Regions from separate parts of the Danio rerio genome. Here region 1 is linked to region 2. Evidence: chromatin contacts called from public Micro-C data. All regions are on one chromosome and are shown on one strand. The core of a region is the stretch at or near the end of the contact, and the rest is flanking DNA. Distances in the headings are between cores, read along the strand shown. Region 1 holds the start of med28 (mediator complex subunit 28). Region 2 overlaps rapgef2a (Rap guanine nucleotide exchange factor 2a).

Region 1 (7,088 bases), core at 3,214-5,713, 130 kb after region 2:
GCGATTTCCATACGGAAATTCAGAGACTTACCAGGATTTGTACGAAGCCACTGACCAATCATCGGTTACCTCTGCTCCACCCACTTCCTGCTTACAAGTACCAGAATCAATGCAGACTGGACCTACATGACTCACTAAAGAAAACTAAACCATGCTTCCTATACCATCAAAGCATGTTTATTTGGTGGAAATGCTGGTCACCTCTTCCGTTCCTGTTATATCAGACATGTCCAAGCTTCTTCCTCACTCTGTGTTTGCTCTCATTGATTTAGTTTAATCTGAAAATGTAATTTCTCAAGAATGCCCAAACTGGCTTCAGTTATCACCAGAAAATCATGATTATGAATTCTCAGTACAAACTTTACAAAGAAAACCATATGGACGTGGTCATGTGGCATTCTGCACCCCTGTCATCACCCTGCAAATGAGCTAATTCCATCAAGAGTGCATGTCGCTTTTGGAACTGGAACATTCCACCATCAGCATCATGATATCCTAACTTGCGGTTATGTCTTAATTCTGCAAATTCAGTTGAAGTTCCTGTGATGTCATCCACTGAAGTAAAGACTAAACAAACTTGTTTCCATAATTACCTCATCCTTATTTGTTCCAGACTCCAAACTCATCAAATGTCCTAAGACACAGATCCTCAAAGAATACTGGGGGTTCTAGAAACTAGGCAGTCACCCAACTTCCACCTCATCAGCTACATGACTGTGCCTTCGTCCTGCTTCTGGGTGCCCAACTATCCGAAGGAATGATCTTACCTCTGTCCATCATAGAGTGCAAGGCTATTGAGACATAATATGTGCAGGAAGCATTACATGTATAGAAATATTAAATGTAGGATGCACCAAGAATTGATTATTCTATCATCCTCAACAGTTACTTTGAGCTTCTTCTTTGTTGGTAAGAAAGATAGTAATTTTCAGCCCTGCATTGATTATCATGCTCTGAACTCTCATAGGCTGTTTATCAATGTGATCTTCAGCGATGTTGCATCCTCGTGTTCTTGTGTAATCATCAACTGCTAAAGTTCAGTTCCAAAACTCAAGACCGCAAGAATGGATGACAGGTGAAAGTTCCCGGATGTGTTCTTGATATCGAGGACACACCGACACAGACTTGAGCATCGAACTCACTCAAGACATCATTGCGACTGGAGGTGGCAAGAGCAGCATTTTACATAGGTTTATTATTAAAGTTCAAAGATATAACTTATTTATCTCAGGAGTTTCCCTAATACGGTGAAAGAACATCCCCATGAAAATCTTAATAAAGGAATCAACACATAAAGGGTGTTTATTTGCTGAAAAAAAAACTGTTTTATTTGTATAGTGCAGCGTATATTTGTAAAGTCTTTATGCATAGTATGTATTGTGAAAAGGGAGAAAACAATAAATCATTGTATGAATGCTGTAATGTTTAAATAATTTTTCAGTTTAAAATGCGTGAGGGTCATGTGACGATTAGGAAGAACGCAGCATCTCATTTCTCACAGGACGTGTTCTCTGTTCTTGTGGTCTCCCAGGTTCGTTCTTCCGAGGTGACCTGGCAAGATCGGTCTCCACAGGAACGCAAGTCCATTCTCTGCTTTCTTGGAATTGAGAAACAGCCATATAGTCCAGTTGCTCTAACCACTTTAGCTGGAAGATCCATGGGGCACACTTCTTCAAACTGGAACTGCAGAGTGCCAACAACCTCATTCATATTTGTAAAATAGGCAAATTGAAGATGCCGCTCATTACTCCCATTTGCCACTATGAATACCAAGTGATGCCCTGTGGACTGTCCATTATACCATCAATCTTCCAGACATTTATGAACAAAGTTTTCTATGAGTTTCTTTATCGCTTTGTCTTAGTTTACATCTACATCCTGATATACTCCAGAAACCTTGACAAATATTGCTATCACATCCTGTAGGTCCACCAGAAGCTTCATGAACATCGCCTGTACTTGAAGTTGGAGAAACGTGAGATCCATCAGTCACATTTGCCATTTCTAGCATACATCATCAGCCCATCCAGAGTACAGATAGACAAGGGGAAGGTACACACCATACAAGAATAGCCTCGACCCACTTCTATGAAAGAACTCCAACGTTTCCAAAGATTCAACAACTTCTATTGGAGATTATTCTTCAGCTTGCTATCCCAGCCCTATTAATCTTTTTCCTGAAGGACAAGCCAAAGACCCTGTCCTGGACAACTGAAGACCACAAAGCTGTATAATCATAAATAATAATCATAATAATCTAAATTAACCATGATCACTTAGCATCATGGATCTACGAACTGTAAAGCAGATAATCGGTTGTGTTCTGTGTTGCGCTATGTGTTCTGCAACTTTGGTCTCCTAGAGAAGATTGTGTCAGACTGGGGCTTGCAGAAAACCTCATGTCTGAAAGGCATTCTTCAAGTTACTGGGTATTTCTGTTAATCTCTCCTCTGGTTTGCAAACCAAATGCAGCCTACTAACCACATGTGTACAGTTTGCATGCACTTCATACTTTTTCTCAACCTGATTTTATTTATCTGTTTTATAACCAACGCAATCTCACGGCAATTCGTAACTTTTAACCCTTTTTGTTCTTTTGCAGCCAAAAACCCTTTAAGGCCAAATTTAGCTGTTGAAATTTACTTAAAGGTGCAGTAGGTGATTTGCCAAAAAGCTAACCGCTTAGCATATTATCTTTGGACGGCGGGGAGGGACTGTGATTCAAAGCCACACCCCCTGAAATCGTGAGCGCGCGCACCACGTCACAACAGCCGACAGACAACCCACTAGTTCATGTCATTCGCCAGTTAGTAAGTGCCAGCGCCGTGCAGGAATTACATTTATTACTTAGCCACATTTACATGCTATTTCAGAGCGAATATTCAGAGGAGCATGGTCAACAGTATAGGAAGGCTGTCATTGTTCAAAAATGACCCAATGTGAATATAGTTTTATGCTTTACCCAGAATATAAAAATACATATAAACACATTTAGATCATTTACTGTAATCATTACTATTGGACTGTGAAGAGACTTTCAACCAGCACAACAAAAAAATGTTTCTGAAGACAATCAACTACTGCACCTTTAATGTTCATTTTAAATTATTTTAATCTAATTGATAAATTTAGATTTAACCTTTTTAAATTGATGTGCCACAATATATAAGCCTGTTTAAGTAAAATAATAAAACGATTAATGTAATCGTGATTTTTTAATTAACAATTCTAAATGTTTCTCATGATGACAAGTCCAAACTTTGAACATTTGTCTTGAAATAATACTGATCAGTATTGCAAGTTTATATTTTAAACTATTGAGTTTTTAACACAATTTATTTCTCTAGATTGAGGGAGAAGCAGCATTTTAAACTTAAATGTGACCAGGCTTAAAATCATAAAAGACCATTATTATTTAGCATTACATTTAAAATCCCATGCCACACACAGACTTCTATAACCACCAACACAACCTTTTTAACTTTCATCATGTCCTGCTTTGCTACATATAGTATACAGGCGCCGACCAAATGTGGGACTCCTGGATTCATGTCACCAGCTGATCTGGACCCCAACCTGCATCCACCTGTCGAAGTGTATTACAGTATGACAGATGATTCAGCTCCAAAATCCAGTGTGAAGTACAGTTACTTTTTTTGACCACGAGAGAATTTCAGCTGCTTCTGAGAGTTCAACATTTCACCTCAACTGGAAACGTAGGCTATTCTTTCTTTCTTTCTTTTTATTTTTAAAAATTATTTTTTTTTATTACAGCATGTTTTAAGCAGCGGATGCCCCTACAGATGCAACCCAGTACTATGAAACACACACTCACATTCACTCTCATACACTATGACCAATTTCAATCATTCGTTAATTTTCTTTTCGGCTTAGTCTCTTTATCAATTAGAGATCGCCACAGCGAAATGAACCGCCAACTTATCCAGCAAATGTTTTACGCAGAAGATGCCCTTCCAGCTGCAACCACAACATCACAATGGTACACACTCATTCACACACAAAGTTACTTGTCAAATAAATAACATGGAAGATTATATATAGAGGATTTTGAGTAGTTTTTTAATTAGCTGGTTTATGAAGACTGCAGAGTGATGCATGAAAAAAATGACTTCGAATAATTGTAAAAAGATGTGGTTTGTGATGTATGATCACAATGTATGAACATGAATGCATGTTGTGATGTATGCCCTCCCTAAGTTACTCTGGTCTAGAACTGCCACTGGGTCTGTTAATTATGTATTAGCATTGGCTATATTATTAATTCTGAGAAAATCAAAATGGCTCTATAAACAAATCTGTTTAATTAAACACATTATTTCGCTATTAGATGATAAACTGGCACAAACCTGGGCCTACATGACTTTCATTGCACGCATTGTACAACAGATGGCGGCACTTCACATTTGGAAAGAGTGCTTTGCCGCACACGAGGAAAAGAGCTTGTTGTTAGGGAAAATGGCGTCGTCCATGGGCGGAATGTTCCCCGGTCAGCAGCCTCCTGGATCTCATCCACCTCCGGGTCCGGGTGGTCCAGGTCAGCCAGGGCTCCTCACTGGTACTCCCGGTAACAGAGGGGCGAATAACACTTTAGTGGATGAGCTGGAAGCTTCTTTCGAGGTAAAGAGCTCACGTAAACTTTTTCTGCTAACATAACATTGGTGCAACTGCAGTCACACTAAACCTTTGTTAATGTTTGTTTAAACATATATATATATATATATATATATATATATATATATATATATATATATATATATACACACACACACACACACACACACGTATGAGTTTTATGTACGCGATTAATAAATTATTTACTTGGCTGTTGATGAAATGATATAACCGTTAGACCGTTAATGGGGCGAGTTAGTTTATTTTTTCACTATAATCCTATGTTATTTTGTATAATCTACGGTGTAACTGTTTAATATTGTGTTTTATAATGTACTTTAATGTGTGTTTTTAATTCTGCCAGGCGTGTTTTGCATCTCTTGTCAGCCAAGACTATGTCAATGGAACTGACCAGGAAGAAATTCGAACTGGTAAAGAGATGTTTTTATTCGTCTGTGCTCCAAAAATGTGTTAATTTTTATGATATTGGACACCAATACCAGTGGACTATATTCAAATACTACAGTTTTCAGTAATCCGCAACAACATCACAGATGACCATTTAGCTAATGTCATGCTGTCATTAAATGCAGTATTACTTATACATTTTTGAACAACATATTTTCTGAATTGTTGTTTAAATATGAAAATTCGGTAAAAAAAAAAAAAAAAAAACTTTTTCACAATGATTCAGAACAAACATCTGAACATTGTATTCTTCCTCATTTCCTGTGATCTCTTCATATCTTCAGTGGGAAACCATGTGAGAGCTAGCAAGATGAATTTTATACATGTATATGTATTGTAATCAGTGTGATGTGTAGTTACAAACTGTCTAAATGTAATTACTCTTCTACTGAAAATGTTAAGGGATTACTTTTCATTTTTAGGTAATTTAATTAGTTACTTATATAATTTACATGCCTTAAATATATGGTATTTATAAAATATTGTGTCATTGCTTGTAAATGTTTTGATACATGTTTATTATTCGAAGATCCATTTTTGGGATCTAAAAGATCCTGTTTGGGTCAAATGTACAGAATTATGTTTAGTTTATATCGTCTATGTGTAAGATTTATTGGGATTTTAAGTAGAGTTGAGTCAAGTACTTAAATAGTGAGCATTTAAGTTACTTTTCCGACTTTAAATTTAAAATACATTTTTAATTATCTAGTTAGTAATTAATTACATTTTTGAAGTAGCTTACCCAACAATGATTGTAATTAAACGTTAGACACAAATAAACAATTGGTAATTTTGAAGTCATTTCTTTCCAATAGTCTGAAATAAGATGCTATGAAAAAATATTGCCCAAAAACTCGACCAGTGCATTAAAAAAATAATAATCATTTTTTACAGTTATTTATTTTGTGTGTGTATTTCAGGGGTTGATCAGTGTATACAGAAGTTTCTGGATGTGGCCAGACAGACTGAATGTTTCTTTCTTCAGAAGAGACTACAGCTCTCTGTACAGAAACCAGAACAGGTGGAAAAAGAGGTATACCCTTGCACTTACAGCATATGTACAGAAGAAAATACAATCCAGCATTATCTAAACCAAAACTACTTTTAAAACTATTTTAATTACTTAATCTTCAACTTTATACAGCATATTACAGTAAACTATGTTCCTGTTATTTCATTTGATACAGCTTCGAAATGGAATGTTTGACATTAAAAACAGAAATAAAACAATTCAAACACTTTTTTTAATGCAATTTATGACAGTTCCTCAAAATATTTGCTACTTTTCCTATTATTTTACTATAAAGTCAGAGTGAAGAGACTTATTTCAATACGTTGATGTGTTTTAAATGGAAACAGAAAAGGCTATAGAGCTCAAAAAATTAACTCTTTGGAATCCAGCCATTAGTAGGAAGAAAAGCAGATAGTTGTTTTAAGATCTAATGGGGTTGTTAACACAAGATGCCGTATCGGACACTCAAGACTCATGCATTGACAGTTATTTAAAGGAGAAGCTCCCCCAAAATGTCAATATTGCAAAGTGTTATACATATACTTTTAGAATGCCCTTTTTTTAATGTTATCAGTCAACGTTTTGGTCTGGAGATTTTAAAGGAAATATTTTTAAATGCAAATTCTTCAAATTTGGTAGACTTTTTATCAAAAATAAACCTTAAAGTGCTTTAGATTTTTATCTTATGTATTATTTATTGCAGTTGATGTCTTTTTAATGTTATCATTAGTTTTTATTTTTTTACTATTATAGAAAATGTATAAATTTGACCTGGTTTTGCCATCAAGTAGCCAGAGAAGCTGACATGGCAATAAATTTAAAACTCTCTCTCCAACTGAAATGAAATAATTGTTTAGCTGAAGAATAATAATGCATGCTAGTGAAATGAAAAAGACACAGGCTTTAAAACAGATTGGATCAAAACATATCTTGAGTCTGTTTGCAAAACATTTCAAAACTCAATCAATCAGAAATG
Region 2 (6,422 bases), core at 1,897-4,396:
TTCTGCCTTTGAACAGAAAAAAACAGCATATTGATGTCATTCCTGATTGAACATGACAAGAAATGCAGCTCTGCTTTTTGATATGCATACAAATAAGGCAATTGAAAAATGTGTCCCCCCCAAAAAAATAATCCTGGACAATTCTGTTCCAATACACTCTATAAAACAAACCGATCCCCTCAACATCATTTTAAGTGCCTTAATATAATTGAGATTTTTAGGATTTGAAAATATTTTCTCTATTGATTGATAGTATGCTGCTAATACGATCAATGAGCTTAATGTGTACTGATCCCAGAACATTGCTTAAATTGTTTTAGCAGTAACCCGAAACAATCAGTGGTCCTGACAGAACGCTTCATTTCAACAGGCAGTGTGTGTGTGTCCATATTCAGAAAGCCGTTAGATGCTTAATCCCCGTCTGTAGATGCACATTACAGTTTTAAATGAACTGAGCACCAGACAGATGTCGGTGTGTGTTTGTGTCTGAGACAGAGAGAGTGAGCAGATGTGTATGTGTGTGTGTATGTGTGTGTGGATGAAATCAGCCTCGTGACTTTGATGTAAACCTCTGATAAACTGACCTAGATAGAGATACATTTCTGACAGCTTTTGTGGGAGTTTATTGAGTGCGCGAGTTCAGATACTCACTAGTATAAAACCTCATTAGCATCATGCTGTTCATATCGAACCGTCTCACACATCAGCCTGCAATTGAATAAACAAAGTTAATCACATTCGCTCTGTAATAAAGGAATGTAAAAGCTCTCACATCCCCACACAAATGTGATCTCTTACCTGAGCTGGTGTTCCCTCAGGTTGGACAGAGCTTCCATGCCATGAAGGTATGAGTACACAATCTGCAGATCCTGCAAAAAATGAACATAATATTTAGCGGTCACAGATTTTGCATGAAACCCTGCTACCAATTAATTTCACTAAGATTTCTTTCTCTTTCTTTCTTTCTCTTTCTTTCTTTCTTTCTTTCTTTCTTTGCACATTTTAATTTTTCATTCAGTGTTCAGTGATGAAAATAAGTAGACATCTTATATTCTAGTAAAAAAAAGTTCTAAAAATAATAATAAATAAATAAAAGATTGATAACTTTGAGCTTCGCTTTTTCACTGCTAATATGTGTTGGGAAAAATGAGGGGAAAACAAACCCAAATAATTATGCAAGACATTTTACGCTCAGATAAGCTCGGAAGAAACAAAGCTTGAAAGAATAAATTACACGGTTGTTTTCAGTGACAGGTTTCAGCCACCATTTAAACTCGTCTTTCTCCAACCAGGAGTACGCAAACTTACATTTTCCCATTTTACTGCCTGTTTAGCTCTATAGTTTCACTATATGTGAAGAGCGTCACATCACCTTCCCGGTTTGTCGCAAATTACGCCCCGGCCCGAACCAATCACGTAGATCGAGCACACTGTTGTTTATATTAGGAGGAAAATAAATATATTTAAGCTTTTTTTTTGGAGTCAAACACTTTGGACAACACTTGAACAAGAATTAAGACCACGTAAAAATGTGAATGTTAAGGGCCTTAATTTTCTCATATTTGATTTTTCAAATTTTATTACTTTTAAAGACCCCGCAGACACCCTGGATAAACCTATAAAATCACTTAAATGGGGTATATTATGCACACACAAACGTTTAATTGCAGTCAGCCAGCCCCATGGGTTCCAGTTAACTGTCATCCCATACAAAATTGCCGTGATCTGATTGCAAAAAAAAAAAAAAATTAAAAATGTGATCATCACTGCCTGGCTGAGATATGATATAAAAGGTATCAGACCAAACATGCAGCACTGCATTTAAATTAATATGCTATAGAAAAATATTAAAAACAAATTTTAAAAAAGAGAAGCAAAACATTTTTTAAAATTAGTAAGGGTTTTTGCAATATTTTGCTTGAATTTAATTGTATTATCTTTCAATTTCTAAATGTGCTTGGTGACTAAAATATCATTTTAATAAATATATCTGTTTAATAAATAGGTTTTGTTTAAATGCACTAAAATACATTGCCTATATTCACTGAGAAATGAATAAAAATAATCATTTTCAAAAAGGGGTGTACACAAATATGCTGAGCACTGCGTGTATGCGTATATAGAGAGGTTAGACGATCCTTATTTTTTTTTTTAAATATAATTTTATTTTTACCTTTATTTTTTAATAAAATTATTTTATTGACAAATATTCTGTCCTATTTTCTTCTCTTTATATTTACTGCACTGTTTTGCTATCGTATAAATGTTAAATCAAATATAAAAAACCCTGCCTGTATATACATCAAAGGTCCAGTAGGAGGTGCCATATGAATTTGAATATAAGCAGCAGTGACAAATACATACCATTGACCAGAGAACACAGAGCGCACAACCTTCTTTAAACACCACTTAACTCCACCCATCCTGAGTTATACAATCAGCGTTTAACAAGAATGGAATGTTTGCAGATACTCCATTATTCATTCCTTCACTTTCAGATCCATTTCCTCGCTTCTGTTTTTCTCTCTACTTCTGTCACTGTGCTGTTCCTCTTATGACAAGATCCTAGCATTCACGTGTCTGATGCCATGGCATGATATTTGTCACCGTCTCAGTCATGCAATGTTAAATGTACATCTCTGCTCTAACATTCTCTGCTCTAATAGCTCTCTGTTTCTGCTCTAACAGACACAGTTCCTCACATGTGTCTTTAGGAATGTTTTTGTAAGTACATTTCTGATCAGGAAACTGTTTAAGGAAATCTTTTCCTGTTTTGTTGATGCCCATGAATGCAACAATGAGATCATATGAACCTATTATGTAGAGTATCTGAAAGAGGAAAGAGCCAAGTAAATAGCCATACTAATGCTACTAAGAAGGCCTTTATTCAAACTTTTAAAAGCTAAAAAACCTTGAGGTGTAAAAACCTCAAACCAAATAAAAGCTTATTGATATTCAGTGTGGAAGAATAAAAGCTAAAATCATTGATCAGTGCAGTAATCAAACTTGTATTTTATGCAAAAGATGTGATTTGGGTCTAGATTTTTGCCTTGATTTACCAACACCTCTGGTTTCTTAAAACATTCACGTGTTCCAGTTGACAAGTTTAGAGTCACACATTAAGCATTTCCTGTGAATTTGGCGATGATGCAATTCTAAAACTTCACTGGTGTGATGAGGTCATATGAGCTGCGCATTGAGGTTATTGGACTTGGCATACTGACAAAAAAAAAATACTAAAGAATGAACTGGACTGAAACATTAACACATTTCACCGATTCTGTTTAAACTGAACATAGTTTCCTTGTTTTAAGTGTGTGAAAATTCAAAAACTACTTGTTTCTAAGTTTAAATCTGGTTTTAATGAATGTTTATGAATTTAATCCTAACTGAATGGCACTAAATGAACGTGTAAATGGGGACTGCACTAACTCAAATCAACTCATTTTGATTAATTTTCATAGTGTAGATGCTCTTATGTTTGAATGGACTTGAACAGCCACAAAAACACCTAGAATCTGCCTACTGACTGAATATGTGATCATTATGGGGGGTTTTGAGAATAGGGGTGGGTAACTAATCTGGTTCAGTTTGGTTCGGTTACAATAATTGATGCTGTTTATGGCGATGCTGCGGATGGACATATGAATTTACACCACTGTGTTTAGACGTCTTATAACCCTCAAAGATGGACACTGGTGTGATTTAAGTTAAAAACACAGCTACTTTGTATACACATTAAGCAATATATAATAGACAAAACAATAATAAAAACGTAGGGTCTTTCTGAAAACGCAGTGTAGAATTGTGCCTTGTTTGTAAAGACATCAGTGGTGAAAAGAAGTGAACAAAGGGTGAAACTTACACAGTCTGAAATTTCCTTCAAATTAAATTTCATCCACTCTTTCCTAACGTTGGGATCAGAAGAAAGGGGATACATAGACTATGCATGAGAGGATAACCGGTTTCAAGGTTTTATCACGGTTTGGAAAAGTCAAGGTTTTAAAACCGCTAAAATTGTGTTACACCGTTCCTTTTTCGTGTGTTTTTTTAACAACTATTTTATTTAGTTTTTTTTAGGGCAACAGTATCTCCAGCAGAAAATGACCCTCCACATTAAAAGCAACTGGTCAGTCCACAACTCAGCAAACATCAAATATCATACAACAAATCACTTTTAAACCAACATACAAGCACACTATAGACCTGAACAATGCAGTGGCTTACTTTATATCTAAAGAAAAGATAGATATCCAAAGATGCCTTTTCAAGTTGTAAAGAAATCTGTGCTTCTGAAGCTAATGAAGACAGCAGAATCACCTATTTTTTTAAGGATTTAGCCTGACATGTTTACCATTCCAAAATATTTTAAAATGTTTCTTAAAATAAAATCTAGTGTTCAAAAGCGGCTGTTTTTTTACCCAGACATTCAAAAAGAGCATATATTAATGCAAGTTCTTAGACTACTGAGAATGTTTTGAGGTCTAAAATTAACTCTTATAGTACAATGACCTCAGTTTGTAGTTCAAAAACCATAATACTAGATGGAAATGGGAAAATGTTTTAAACACTTACGACTAAAACCTTGACATTTAAATGTACGCATGAAAATGAATAAAAGTTTCAGAAACTTTGAAAGGCCACACCAACCACCCTAACTCAGAATCAGCTTAACTCAAAAAGTACATTAGCAGCATCACCACTTCCTTCTATCCACCCTGACATTCCATCAACCTTTCTCATCATCTTAAACTCCCCTCCAATACATCCATCCATCCCACTCGTCTGCTCTGACTACAGTCAAATTAAAGTAAATTCAAACTGCCCAATGGGTTTGAGTCATGGGTGGCGTGCTGTGTTTTGCGATTGGTTGATTTGAGCAGAAGGGCAGGAATGTTTATTCTGGGACTGTGGCATTTCCTCTGTGAGAGACAGACGCACAGAGTTCTGATTATGGTAACAGAGTCCAGTGAGTCAAGAGACCAAGGTCACGTTTCAGTTGGTCTTAGAAGACCTGGCTGCTAGATCACAGAATAAAATCTGAAAAACACTCACACACGTGCCAGCTTTAAAAAGTAGAACCAGAACTTTTTGCTTTCACTTCTAAAATTATGACATTTTGAAACAATGAGAAACTTTAGGTTCCAGTTCCTCTTCAGTAAAATACCTACCAATTAAATGACATAAAAAAACTGTACTCACAATTTATTTTCCATTCTCTCACAGCCTGGCATCAGTGGTTTTAAACCATAAACTAACAGTACAGGTCTCTGACTAAACGTCTTTAAAAACAGGGCTGAAATTACATTCAGACGCACAAAAATTGCTTGCCCTGGCTGCTATAGAATATCGTGTCTAAAATGCTCAATTTTTTGTTTGATTTTATTGGTAGTATAAAATCAATTGCACATATACAATCACCTATACAGGATTATAATGTGGTAATGCACTCATGTGATACTGCTTAAAACAATAGTTCACCTATAGTTTTCCAAACATTTATTAGCTACCTTTTTTGTTGAAAACAAAGGAATATATTTTTTATAATATTGATGACTTCCACAGCAGGTAAAAAAAAAGATAATGAAAGCTGGAGGTCACTGTTTTTTTCAAATTTACAAATGCATGTTTTGTCTCAACAAAAGAAAAAACTACAATGAACAACTGAAGCAAATGGAGGGTGTGTAAATAGTGGCAGAATTTTCATTGTTGGGTGAAAGGTACCCTCAACTATACTAGTTTCTAAGGGGGCAACAATACAAACTTTTCACAGTTCATTTTGGTTTTCGATTTCAGGTCAAGGTTTTGGTACGCATCAGTATATGATATGATCAGTAAAAAATAAAAATAAAAAAACCTATACATGCAAAATATTTTCACTCCACTTCATTACTATAAAAGTCCCTTAAAAGTGATCTTGAGACTACAGTTCTGAGCTCAGGTATGCTTTGCACTCACACTGCACCCGAGCCCAACCAAACTACGCTTAACTTAACTATGCACTGATCCGGTTTGGATGGCCTAGTGCCAGTACACCCTGAGACAAGATTCAAAGTTCACTGCTTTTTCATTTATTCAGTTCCACTCGGAAGAGGCATAAAATATGTTTAATTGTATCTTTTGTTAATTTATCGTGAATTTATTTTATAGAGTAACAAACAATCATACAAAACCGTTTCTGGAGATTGTTTGAACTTACTGAAGCCATAAAACTATTATGTAGATATCAGAAAGCAATTGAACTTATTAAACCGATGCAGATTATGGCTCTTTTATTGATATTATAAGACGACAAGACGAAAACACAATGGCTGTTCTGTGAAACGCTAGTTTCAGTTCTTGCAACGTCTAACTGAAAGGCTTTCTGCACAACTTCCTTTTCTTACTTGCATGCTTAACCTGACCATTTATTTTTTTATTTT

The links. A called contact is a pair of places that touch in the nucleus more often than the background predicts.
Region 1: a Micro-C map of caudal fin shows a contact between it and region 2, with 3 times the contacts expected there. The contact joins the promoter of med28 here to the enhancer-like site in region 2. A contact is called at or near these places in 1 of 18 Hi-C or Micro-C datasets (caudal fin) and 1 of 4 datasets of contacts at active chromatin or transcription factors (embryo).

The regions. Positions count from the first base shown.
Region 1 is chr1:22,867,180-22,874,267 of GRCz12tu, forward strand. med28 (mediator complex subunit 28) reads left to right here and starts at 4,464. Exons shown (of 4, transcript NM_001007770.1): 1 at 4,464-4,638; 2 at 4,997-5,063; 3 at 6,021-6,133. The coding sequence starts at 4,477.
Region 2 is chr1:22,739,660-22,746,081 of GRCz12tu, forward strand. rapgef2a (Rap guanine nucleotide exchange factor 2a) reads right to left here. Exons shown (of 27, transcript XM_073950842.1): 2 at 799-869; 3 at 652-708. Among named protein-coding and RNA genes, the nearest start is that of rapgef2a, 24 kb to the right of the region's middle. Within about 2 kb of position 3,147, at least 19 of the 62 cell types and tissues checked have an H3K27ac peak or open chromatin away from gene starts, as enhancers often do. A contact at or near this core is called in caudal fin, where this site is marked.